2 separate regions of the Danio rerio genome follow, and region 1 is linked to region 2. Evidence: chromatin contacts called from public Hi-C data. All regions are on one chromosome and are shown on one strand. The core of a region is the stretch at or near the end of the contact, and the rest is flanking DNA. Distances in the headings are between cores, read along the strand shown. Region 1 holds the start of acadl (acyl-CoA dehydrogenase long chain). Region 2 holds the start of tmod2 (tropomodulin 2).

What was found. A called contact is a pair of places that touch in the nucleus more often than the background predicts.
Region 1: a Hi-C map of hematopoietic stem cells shows a contact between it and region 2, with 2.4 times the contacts expected there. The contact joins the promoter of acadl here to the promoter of tmod2 in region 2. A contact is called at or near these places in 3 of 18 Hi-C or Micro-C datasets (caudal fin, hematopoietic stem cells and an unstated tissue).

The regions. Positions count from the first base shown.
Region 1 is chr18:42,418,990-42,424,517 of GRCz12tu, reverse strand. It overlaps acadl (acyl-CoA dehydrogenase long chain), which reads right to left and starts at 3,058. Exons shown (of 11, transcript NM_201181.2): 1 at 2,893-3,058; 2 at 2,052-2,228; 3 at 209-346. The coding sequence starts at 2,984.
Region 2 is chr18:42,265,856-42,271,621 of GRCz12tu, reverse strand. tmod2 (tropomodulin 2) reads right to left here and starts at 3,468. Exons shown (of 10, transcript NM_001004608.1): 1 at 3,374-3,468.

The sequences.
Region 1 (5,528 bases), core at 1,809-4,308, 150 kb before region 2:
CGAACATGGGGAGAACATGCAAACTCCACACGAAAATGCCAGCTGGCTACTCACTGCTCCTCCCACACTATGGTAGCAGACAGTTAAGGAAGGAACTACTGTACACACAGTAAGGGGCGGGGCTACTCACTGCTCCTCCCACACTATTGCAGCAGACAGTTAAGGAAGGAACTATTGTAACACACAGTAAAGGGGCGGGGCTACTCACTGCTCCTCCCACACTATAGCAGCAGACAGCAGATCTCCTCCGATTCCTCCATGTTCCTCAGGTGTGTAAACTCCCAGTAAACCATGTTCTCCAGCCTTCTCCCAAACCTCTCTGCTGACCTCACCGGCCTTCTCCCACCTACACACACACAGATTCATTCATTTAAAACCATTTACCTTCATATTTTTATTCTGTATCTTGTCACATCTCGACGTGCAGATATTCAATAATACTTTTTATTTTAATGATGAACATACATTTCTTCAATATACACTGAATAAACAATTTATTATTAAATAGAACATTTTAAAACACTTTTAAGAAGATCCTTTTAAGAGACCCTTTCACATTTTGGGCTTCTCAGCAATGGAAGTCATCATCTGTAAACCTCAAATACCTCTTTTTTGCCTTCCAATTTGCTCAAATAAAAGAAAACTCTATGATAGTGCTTTCACAACTTCCAAAATGAGGGGGAAAAAACATGTGTTAGACTGATAATGGCAGCCAGAAGTTTCAAATTTACTGTCCCACCCTTAGATGCTGCATCAGAAACATCTTACACAAGCATTAACCTTTTTGTAATTTGATGCAAAGATGATGAAATCCAAAATATAGCTAAAATAGTGGCCCAACCAGAGCCCAGACCTAAATCCTATTGTACATCTCAGGAAAGATCTGAAAATGGCTGTACACCGTCGCTTCCCTTCCAACCTGATAGAGCTTGAGAGGTACTGTAAAGAGGAATGGGCAAAAATTCCCAAAGACAGGTGTGCCAAGCTTGTGGCATTATATTCAAAAAGACTTGAGGCTGTAATTGCTGCCAAAGTAATTATCAACAAAGTATTGAGCAAAGGCTGTGAATACTTATGTACATTTGATTTTCAGCTTTTTTATTTTAAATAAATTTGCAACAATTTCAAAGAATCTTTTTCACATTGTCATTATGGGGTATTGTGTGTGTGGAATTTTGAGGAAACAAATTAATTCCATTTTGGAATGAGCCTGTAACCTAATTAATTAATATTAATTTCAGCAATCACAGTATAGCTCAACGGCTGCTTGTTTTTCAGTTTATTGTAGGTGAAAGACAAGGAATTTGACATTTGGCATAAAGTGGAAACCAACATATATCTGTTGCTTTTAGAAAAACAGTGATGCTTTCAAAAGGTTTGACTTTTGCTCAAATTTGTGCACTTTCAAAAATAAAAGTTTCTAATTGCTTTAAATAATGTGTTCTTCATAAAAATAACAATAATAATAATAATAATAATAATAATAATAATAATAATAATAAATAACCTGTTTGCACTATAAAGAACCTTTAGAATGAATGTTCTTCATGGAACCACTGTCTGACGCCATTAAAGAACCTTTATTTTTAAAAGTATATCTGTTGTGGTTGTATGCTAATAGGCTTCTTCACATGTTACTGGTTTATGTTAATTAGGCCTACATTGATCCTTTAAAGGGATATGATTTGTTAACAATTTACAATCAGACTCTAGTTGTTAAGGTTAGTCAATTAAACTGAGCTGAAGAGAAGAAACTACTTGTTATGTAATGCTATTTTCCTAGGTAATGTTAAATTAATGCTGTAAATCAAAAGTCATAACTGATTAATTTAATGGAGCTAATAAAATTAATTGGGATAAGGGAGAATTAACATGAAGTTAAGGGATTTAATTAACATTAACATAACTTCTGTAGGGCGGTGCGGTGGCACAGCGGGTAGCACTGTCGCCTCACAGCAAGAAGGTCGCTGGTTCGAGCCTCAATCGAGCCTCGGCTGGGTCAGTTGGCATTTCTGTGTGAAGTGTGCATGTTCTTCTAACTGCTGACTTACTGAGCGTGATAAGGAACAACTTCCTCTTGAAAGAACCTCCGCACGTTTTGCCTGAACAGGTCGTGTTCCTCTGAGAAGATCCGCCTGGTACCGATGTCCATCAGAGTTTTGGCCATGGATGTTTCAGGTCGAAATGGTGCTGCTGTTTCTCCATGCTGGAGCTCCGCATGCTGCATTCTGTGAATCAAATCAATATCTTAAAATAGCCTTGGCTTAAAAATAAATAAATAAATAAATAAATAAATAAATTTAAAAAAATCATACTGATTTCCATTTTACACAAAGCATTGTCTGCATTTTGTTATCTCAACAAAAATAGTTCCTGATGAAGCATAAAAGTTGTGCATTTTTGCTCCTGAATAAATCTGTTTTTGAATCAAATCATTTTACAGTGAGTCAATAACAAAAGTTTAACTAAAATCATTTAAGATGATGACCCTATGATGACCAGCTGTCTTGTGTCATTATGATTACATAAATTCTTCATATCTAATGAAAGTGGCAGGTGATATTTTTGATTTTCTGTTACAAATACATAAATCTTTGATCAAACTTATTCTTAATTAACTACATTTCTTAAAATAAAGTATAATTATTACTAAATTAATTATATTAATCTCTATATTTACATTATATTTAAGTTCTAGTAACGTCAGCTGGGCTTTTTTTTACACTGAGCAATACCTTTTTTAAGATGTTTGTTTTCTTTGTTATTATTTACTTTTATTTAATTAATGTATTCGAATTCTGCGTGAAGATAATATATAGTAAAATTTAAGTTAAAACAAAGATTCCTTTTTAAGAAACTGCAAAATCAAAGAAAACTATAAATGGCTCTCACCTCGACACAGCCACTGCAATAGCCTGTTTACTCCGCAAATAAACATTTTTTGCCGCAGGAGAAAAACTCCTTAATGTCTTTAATGCGAACATGCTGCTGATGTGGACGTGATAGACTCAAACTCTAAAGCTCAATATTTGACAGGTCGAATATCGCCGTGAACTTTACCCTAAAAACAGAAAACATAACTTCCGCCTTTAATACTTCAAGACATGTCAAAATAAGAGTCTTGGTATGCTGACGTTGCCGCTCTAATGATTTGACAATATTTTTACGAACTTATAATAAAAGCACACACACACGCGCACACACACACACACACACACACACACACAGTAAATAAAATTTTATTAAGTAAACGGGCCTTTGTTGTTTGTTGGTTAATATCACTGAAACATCATTTGAAACAAATACCAGCATTCTTACATTCAAACATTACTGCAGTGTAACTTGATTTATAATTTTTTGCATCATCCTTGCATTATGTATTGTTAAAAAATCCTGCTGCTTTAAAACCCCATACATTTTTTTCCAGTTTAATTAATTAGCCATTTCCCTTGGAAACCCAGCAGGCACAGGCAACAGTATCTGAATGCAGCCTTTATGTTGCAAGCTGAGACTGCATCACTCAGCGATGCAATGTCAGACACAATGCACTCAAATGAAGCTAGTGACGTCACTGTGACGAGTAGGGTTAGGGGTGGGATTAGGTGAGCCCATTAAAAAGCATTGGATGCAGCCCAGATTGCATTGCACCAGGTCTGCAGCCAGACCCCTCTCGGCACAGGACTTCAACATGACGTCAGATTGACATTGTACTCCAACCAATGACCCCAACATTGTGTGAAGTTGAATCAGGCTGGCGTCAGAACCCAACGTCTGGCCAACATCAATGTCCAACATTGGACAGACATTGCATTTTGATTACTTTCCAACACAACCTGAAAACAACAAAATATCAATGTCTAATGATGTTACAGCTTGACATTGTGAACGTTACCAGACGTTGGATTTTAGTTGTCATACCTGACGAATAAATGTCAGCATTTTACGTAAGTAAGAAATTGGTTTAAGATGTTGGCTCAACGTTGGATTTTAGTCACTTTCCAACACAACATAAACGCAACCAAATGTCAATGTCTTTTCACATTTTTATTGGACATCAAAATAACATTGTCCTTAGATGCTGGTGGCCTAAATCTAACCTAATATTAATGTTTTATGACAATGTGTGTTGGCTTGAAAGCTATTCCCATTATGATAGTAAATTATTTTTACTGATTGGCATTATGGCCTCGTTTTACAAACAGGCTTTAGCTTCAAGGCTAGGCCTTAGTTATATTGGGGTGCAAGCAGCTTTTATAAAAATGACTTACTCAAAAACACATGGCTAATGTGTGTCTTGAAACAAATCAATGATACTGACATTCTATAAAAATATAGTCAAATCCAAAATCATAAGTAGGCTACCCCTTTGCAAATTGTGATTTAAAGAGCCCCTATTAGGGTTTTTGAAAATGAGCTTCCATGCAGTGTGTAGCACAGCTCTCAGTGAATAAAAAACATCTAGCTGAGGTTTAAATTTGAAAGTGTGCCGTATTGATTCTTTAATGAAATAGTCGACTCCAAGTCCAAAGAATAAATCGAGTTGGGTTCGGATCTTTTGCTTGAACGCATCAATGTCGATACGGTACATCACCAAATGTACTGCCGGATGTGGTAAAACAGGAATGCGCCTTTCACTTCAGACACTAGCGGAGCCCGCGGGATCATGATCATGGCATGAAGATGACAATGACTGACAGATAGAGATTCGGCTGCGGGGAATAAAGGGTTAAAATTCATTTTCACAACAACACCATAGTATACATTAGCCAGCCTAGTGCTGTGTTTGTTCCTGCCATTTTTCTGTAACGATAACCTACACTGCAGTGCAGGATTCGTCAATCGTTTGCTAATAAAGCAAGGAGCAGCAGAGACTGTATGTGACTGTCAAACTTTGAAAGGCATTTTGTCAGTAACAGTTCATATGGACCAATTGCTTTTTTCTCTGAATCACAACGTAAGTGTAATTAAAATTGTTCCCTCACTTTCTATAGTTTGCAAAATATCCATTTAATTGTGTGTTATAAGTTGTAATCGCTCCACACGGTTTGTAATCACGTATCTATAATAGATCAGTGCTTGTACTGTATATCTCAGGTTAAACCTGTATGGGGCTATTCACATATTGCGTCCAAAACCATGTTAAAAACGTGAAGCTTGCTTCTTCCTTTACCAATTTAAATGCATTTCTTAACTTGTGATCCGCTTCCGTTAGTCTTTGCAATGGCCACCATCAGCTATTCCTACAAATGCGTGGCGCGGTCAATTTTAGAAATAGTTAAACTCTTGCAACTGTGTGGATTAATACTGAATGTGTGTCATTAGCTATGTTTCCATCCATCTATTTTTAAGTGCATTTTGCATATGCGCATAAAAAAACGGTGATGTAAAGCCATGATGCGCATAAATTTGGAAATGTGCATAAAAAACATATGTAGTAGGATAAACTTTTTATTTGATAGGAAAAGATGCGCATAAACTGTGATGGAAACACTTTTAAACAAACTCCAGCAAGCGCATTACAAAAGGTC
Region 2 (5,766 bases), core at 2,219-4,718:
GGCAAAGGGTCATACAACCACAACACATACAACAAACAAGACATCAGGGAATGTTCTGGAGTTCAGAATGAACAGATGTCACTTATTACACCAGTCGACTTCTTTTTTTTTTATGGTTACAAATGATATTAGTTTGAATTTTTTCAAACCTTGATTAAACAATAATTTATACTTTTACTAATGCAACTTTTAATGCTTGAATATGAAACTTGAATATGGTTTTAATCAATGGAGTTGTAATAAAACCACAAATTTTTATTAATATACACTTTAATATTATTATTATTATTATTATTATTATTATTGTTGTTATTATTATTATTAAAAACAGCCATATTTATAATAGGGCTGCCCGTTACTGGGAAAATCTTACATTGCGATATTTTGTATTTCTGCAATATTGCGCTGCAAACATGGCTTTATTTGGAAAGAATTCTTCCTTTTAGATTGATTGGGGTGATTTTGTAGGGGATTGGATCTCTAATAATATATAACATAATTTACAAGCATGGCTAAATAAAATACAGCAAAGATAATGTTCACACAGTCACATGCCTTAAAGGGATAGTTCACCCAAAAATGAACATTTACTCACTTTTAACCCACCCTGCACTTGTTTGAAACGTTTATGAGTTACTAAAATATCTTCTTTTTGTGGTCAACATAAAAATAAAAAAAACTCCTAAACGTTTGAAAATAGTGAGTAAAGTTTAAGTTTTGGGTGAACTACCATTTTTACTCCATTATAATTCAACTCTGCATTGATTATAATCAACTAAATAAAACTTAACATTGCAGATTTGCACTATTGCAAATGCATACATTGCGATATTGATGCTGAAACGTTTTATTGTGCAGCCGTAATTCATAACATAGACAGCAAAGAACGACATTCAGAATATTATTATTATTTTATTTTTATTAATATGAAAAACAGCCAATATTTTATTCCAAAACAATTGCAAACAATTTATATGGGTTGAATTTAAACAAACAAATTAAATTTAGTAATGATCAACGTAATTTGTTTGTTTACATTCAGCCACAATAAACAGTTTATAACAACTTAAAGAAATTAAGTAAATCCAAGGAATCACTGAAAAAAATATTCAAAGATGAAGCAACAACTTTAGTGAACAAAAAATATTTAAATATGCTGATTTATTGCCAAAGAAATATTTATCAATGTTAAAAGCCCTGAGCTAGGGCTAAACGATTAATTGAAAAGTAATTGAAATCGACATTCATAACCTAAAATCAATATAATTTTTCCAGGACGATTTTTTCAATTACTTTCTCTACGTGTCACATGACCCCGCTAGGCATTGGAGGATAACAGCTTTTAAGGTATACCTTGGTTTGGAAAAGTCAAGGTTTTAAAATTTTCTGCTATATTGTTCCCAAGGTATGTGTATGTTGTTTTTTTTTTTTTTTTATTCAGATACTGTTTTGCTTAAAAAAAATTTTAAAAAAAGAATCTCCAAAAGAAAAGATATTCAAAGATGCCATTTTAAATTGTAAAGAAATCTGTGTTTTTGAAACTAAAAAAAGACAGAAGTCAGTGATTCATTTGAATTAATTAGCCTGACATGTTTACTGCTTAAAAATATTTTAAATGTTTCACAAAATGGAATATATAGTGTTAAAAAAGGGCAACTTAGACATTTAAAAAGAGTACATTTTACTGTCACAATACCGTGAAACCATGATATTTTTATCCAAGGTTATCATACAAAATCTTAAACCGGCCCATGCCTAGACCCTACTCTGGTCAAGTAAGAAGATGGACTTATTCTTAAGCCTTCCTTTGCACTACATTGACGAATTGGAAGCTGCACCAGAGATGCCTTTAGACGGCATATAAAACTAATCAGTGAACTAAGAGGGCAAAAAAAATTAATAAATAAGTAAAATAATCATTCGTTAATCGTAATCTAGTTGAAATGTTCAATTAATCGAGATTTTGATTTTAGGCCAAATCGCTAAAAGATTACAAAGTACGCCTCTTAATTTTTTATTAAGTAAATCCCTTTCTGCCATTATAAATGTCTTGATGTTTTCATCAATTTAATGCATCCTTGCTTGTTTAAAACATTAACAGATTATACGAACAGAAAAAGAAAACAACGGTTATCTGGTTTCAGATCAGAATGTACTCAATAAAACTCAGTGAGGGGATCTGCTTCATTACTCTAGAAAAGAAAAAAAAACATCTAAAATTAGCCGGACCCCTGAGAGTGACAACATTGAGAATCTTCAGATCATTCTCATCCAGCACTTCCTCTGAGAGACAGAGACCGAGGCTTATGGAACCCAGATGGAGGGTTTTGAAATGTTTATTGAGTAAGAGCTACAGCACATCATCAAGCATCCATTAGATAACTTTAGACAAGTGCCATTTCACAAAAAGCAGAAGTCAGACAGGAGCATCATCAGCATTATCATCAATAGTGAATGTTTTCATTGACAAAAACAAAGAAATAAACAGTATTATGACCTCAGGAGCTCAATAAACACGCTAAGTTTGGGAACAGTTCGTTCTCATACATTCACAATGCACTATATTGTGTTATCGTAAACTATGTATTAAAACCCCAAGAGTCAGTTATGTAAAGCCACGCAGAGTCACGCCCCGGGTGGAGACCACACCCGGTATGAAGAGACACATGAGCTCATACACATCTGGGCTCGCTCGAGACTCCCAATAATAATACGTCATCATAACAGACATACAATTAAGCACAACTATGATCTGCATAAGCAACAGATTATTAGGCATCCTCCATTGAAGAGCAGCGTCTGCAATGCTTATATATTGCTAATATTTCATTTAATGTACATCACATGGATATGAATTCATTTACACAACCCCAATATGATAAAGACTAACATTTATAATTAAGTCATTAATGAAATACTAGGATACAATACACATAATTCAAACATGCCTTATGATAGTTAGCTTTTAAATACATATGTAAATCAGACTTAACGTTCAGTTAGACGTAATTGAATTTTGACAGTACATCTAACCTATGATTTACTATGACTGGGTGTCCGTATCACATATGGACTTTAGTGTTAGTTACCTTGATTCATTGAAGCATGTGCTAATTAGTTTTGTTCCAGTTTGTGTATGTCATTCAGTAGCTATCGAAATAAATAGGCTAAGTGTGTAATGATTAAATGATAACTTTAAAGTTCATTGATCAATGTATTATCGTAAACTGTTGGCCCATCTACACTCGTACGGATGTCTATCAGCGCTCGAGCGCTTAGCGAGCTAACCACTCAACCACACAAACCTCCACATTTATGACCTCTACCTTAATATATGACAACACACTGAGGGAGGATGAAGCATATTTCTTACCTTAGAGAAATTCCTGCACGCGTTTTACTCTTTAGTGTCCTATTCCTGGTCGGAAGGCTAAGAAATTCCCGCAGCCGTCTTCACTGTCTCAGCCCAAGGGCGGTAACACAGGAAACCAGATACTAGAAATGCGCTGATGATTGACGTGTGTAACGGCCAATCAGAATGTTAGAGGACGCCCATTAAGCGCAGCTCCCGCCTAGTTGTGACATGCAGCAAATCAGAGGGAATAAAGCTTCGGGGAGACAAAGGAGCATGGGTTTTGAAGTCCACAGATGCGGTCATTGTTTATTTAACTGAATGCAAACTATTTTTATATTTATTGGTTTATTTAGAAGGGCTGCATTTTCATTATATTGTTCTTGTATTTTTTTATAATTAGAAATTTATTAAAAATTGTAAGTATAAAAAATTCCAATAGGCTCCTGTGCTAAAAAATGTATTTATTTTTTTAACAACAAAATATATTATAATTAAAACTGAATAATAATTTACATTAAAACACCCACCTTGCAAAGAGGAAGAAGTTTGATACAACTGAAAACCTGTTGTAAACTGGTTAGATCAGTGCGAGCTGTTAAATACGTAACATTTATCCTGTATTTTTTTATACATTTTAAAAATAATCTTCATTCATTCATTTATTTATTCATTCATTCATTTTCAGCTTAGTCCCTCTATTATTGAACCGCCAACCTATCCAGCATATGTTTTACACAGCGCATGACCTTCCAGCCGCAACTCATCACTGGGAAACATCTATAAACTCAATCACACACATAAACTCATTTAGGCACATTTACTGTGGACAATTTCAGCTTACCCAATTCACCTGTAACAGATGTCTTTGGACTTGTGGTGAAAACCGGAGCACCCAGAGGAAACCCACGCAAACACGGGGAGAACTTGCAAACACCTAGAAATGTTAACTGACCCAGCCGAGGCTTGAACCAGCTACGTTCTTGCTGCGAAGCAATTGTGCTACCCACTGCGCCACCACATCGCCCAAAACAATCTTCATTCCGAATAAAACAAGACTTGTTGACATTCATTTTCAAAATTTGATTGGATTTCATATTTTTTGGGGTGAATTTGGGGCTATTCAAGAAAAGCAGGTTGACACCTTCCCAATGTTACAAAGACAGAGCTATTAAGTCATTGTGGAATGACTTTAATTTTTTTCCTCAATACAGACATTTTAAGAAAGAATATTTGGCCATTGAGGGATTTTTGACAGTTTGTGCGAATAAGCTTTAACAGTTGATTTTTTTTTTTAATAAACGTATAGAAAGAACAAAAAACACTAGCACATAAATTTTTTTAGGGGATAAAAGAACGATATGCTTCTAAACAGAACCTGTCAAACTTTAAATAGCCATTGGTGCAGCCTATAATGTTGCATACTCAGCCTCATTTCATTTTACTTCCTAAATTTATCTGCTGACACTATTGGCCCATTTCCACTGAGTGGTATAGTACTGTACGGTACAGCTTGGTACGCTTTTATGGCCGTTTCCACTTTCAAAAGGTACCTAAAAGCAAACCATACCGTACCACTTCTTGGGTACGCTTTTGGAAGGTATACCTAGCACAACAAAAAGGTACCAAAAGGCGGCGCAAGATGCGCAGCTGAATGCTATTGGTTTACATGATACATCACTCACTCGTGCAACAAGCCAGGAGAATGAAAACAAAGCAACCACCATTTTCAAAAACACAGCCGAGATATTACACTGTAATAATATATGCATAACGAGCCATGGTTAACCCGAGCTTAAACAAACCTTGTCATTGTTGTTGTAGAGCGGAACTACTCTATTCCTCGTAGTTGTTTACAAGACCGTCTAAAGCACGATCGGTTTCACTTTCTCGCTAGCGCTCGCTGTGCATCTATATTTGAACAAAACAAACGTCTTGAGTTTATGATAATAACATGCGCGTGATTATTGAAGTGCTTTTGACATCCGATCCTTTCAGAAATGGACAAACATGAGGGTGAAGCGCAAAAAAGCAAAGGAGAAGCCGAAAAAACAAGTTTATTATCGTCATCTTTTGGACTATTATGAACTTAAAATAAAGGAATTACTTTCTAAAAAGAGGTTACAGGTGCTGGTGAAGTTTAAAGATACAGACGAGAGGTTACCACTGACTGTGAGCTATGTGTTGTGTTGTTTTTGAAGCCAAATAAGGACTAAATGTATGCTGTATGTATAGTTTCACTGTAATTAGTAACATATCGGAGACTGTAAGGGTCTGTATGTGTTCATATATGTTGCATTTATTTATTTATGTTATATAATTGCAGACTTTATGGTAGGCTATTTCATTTCATTGATCTGCAGTTATGATCAAATAATGTTCATAGAAAGGTTAGTAATGAAAATTTATACACA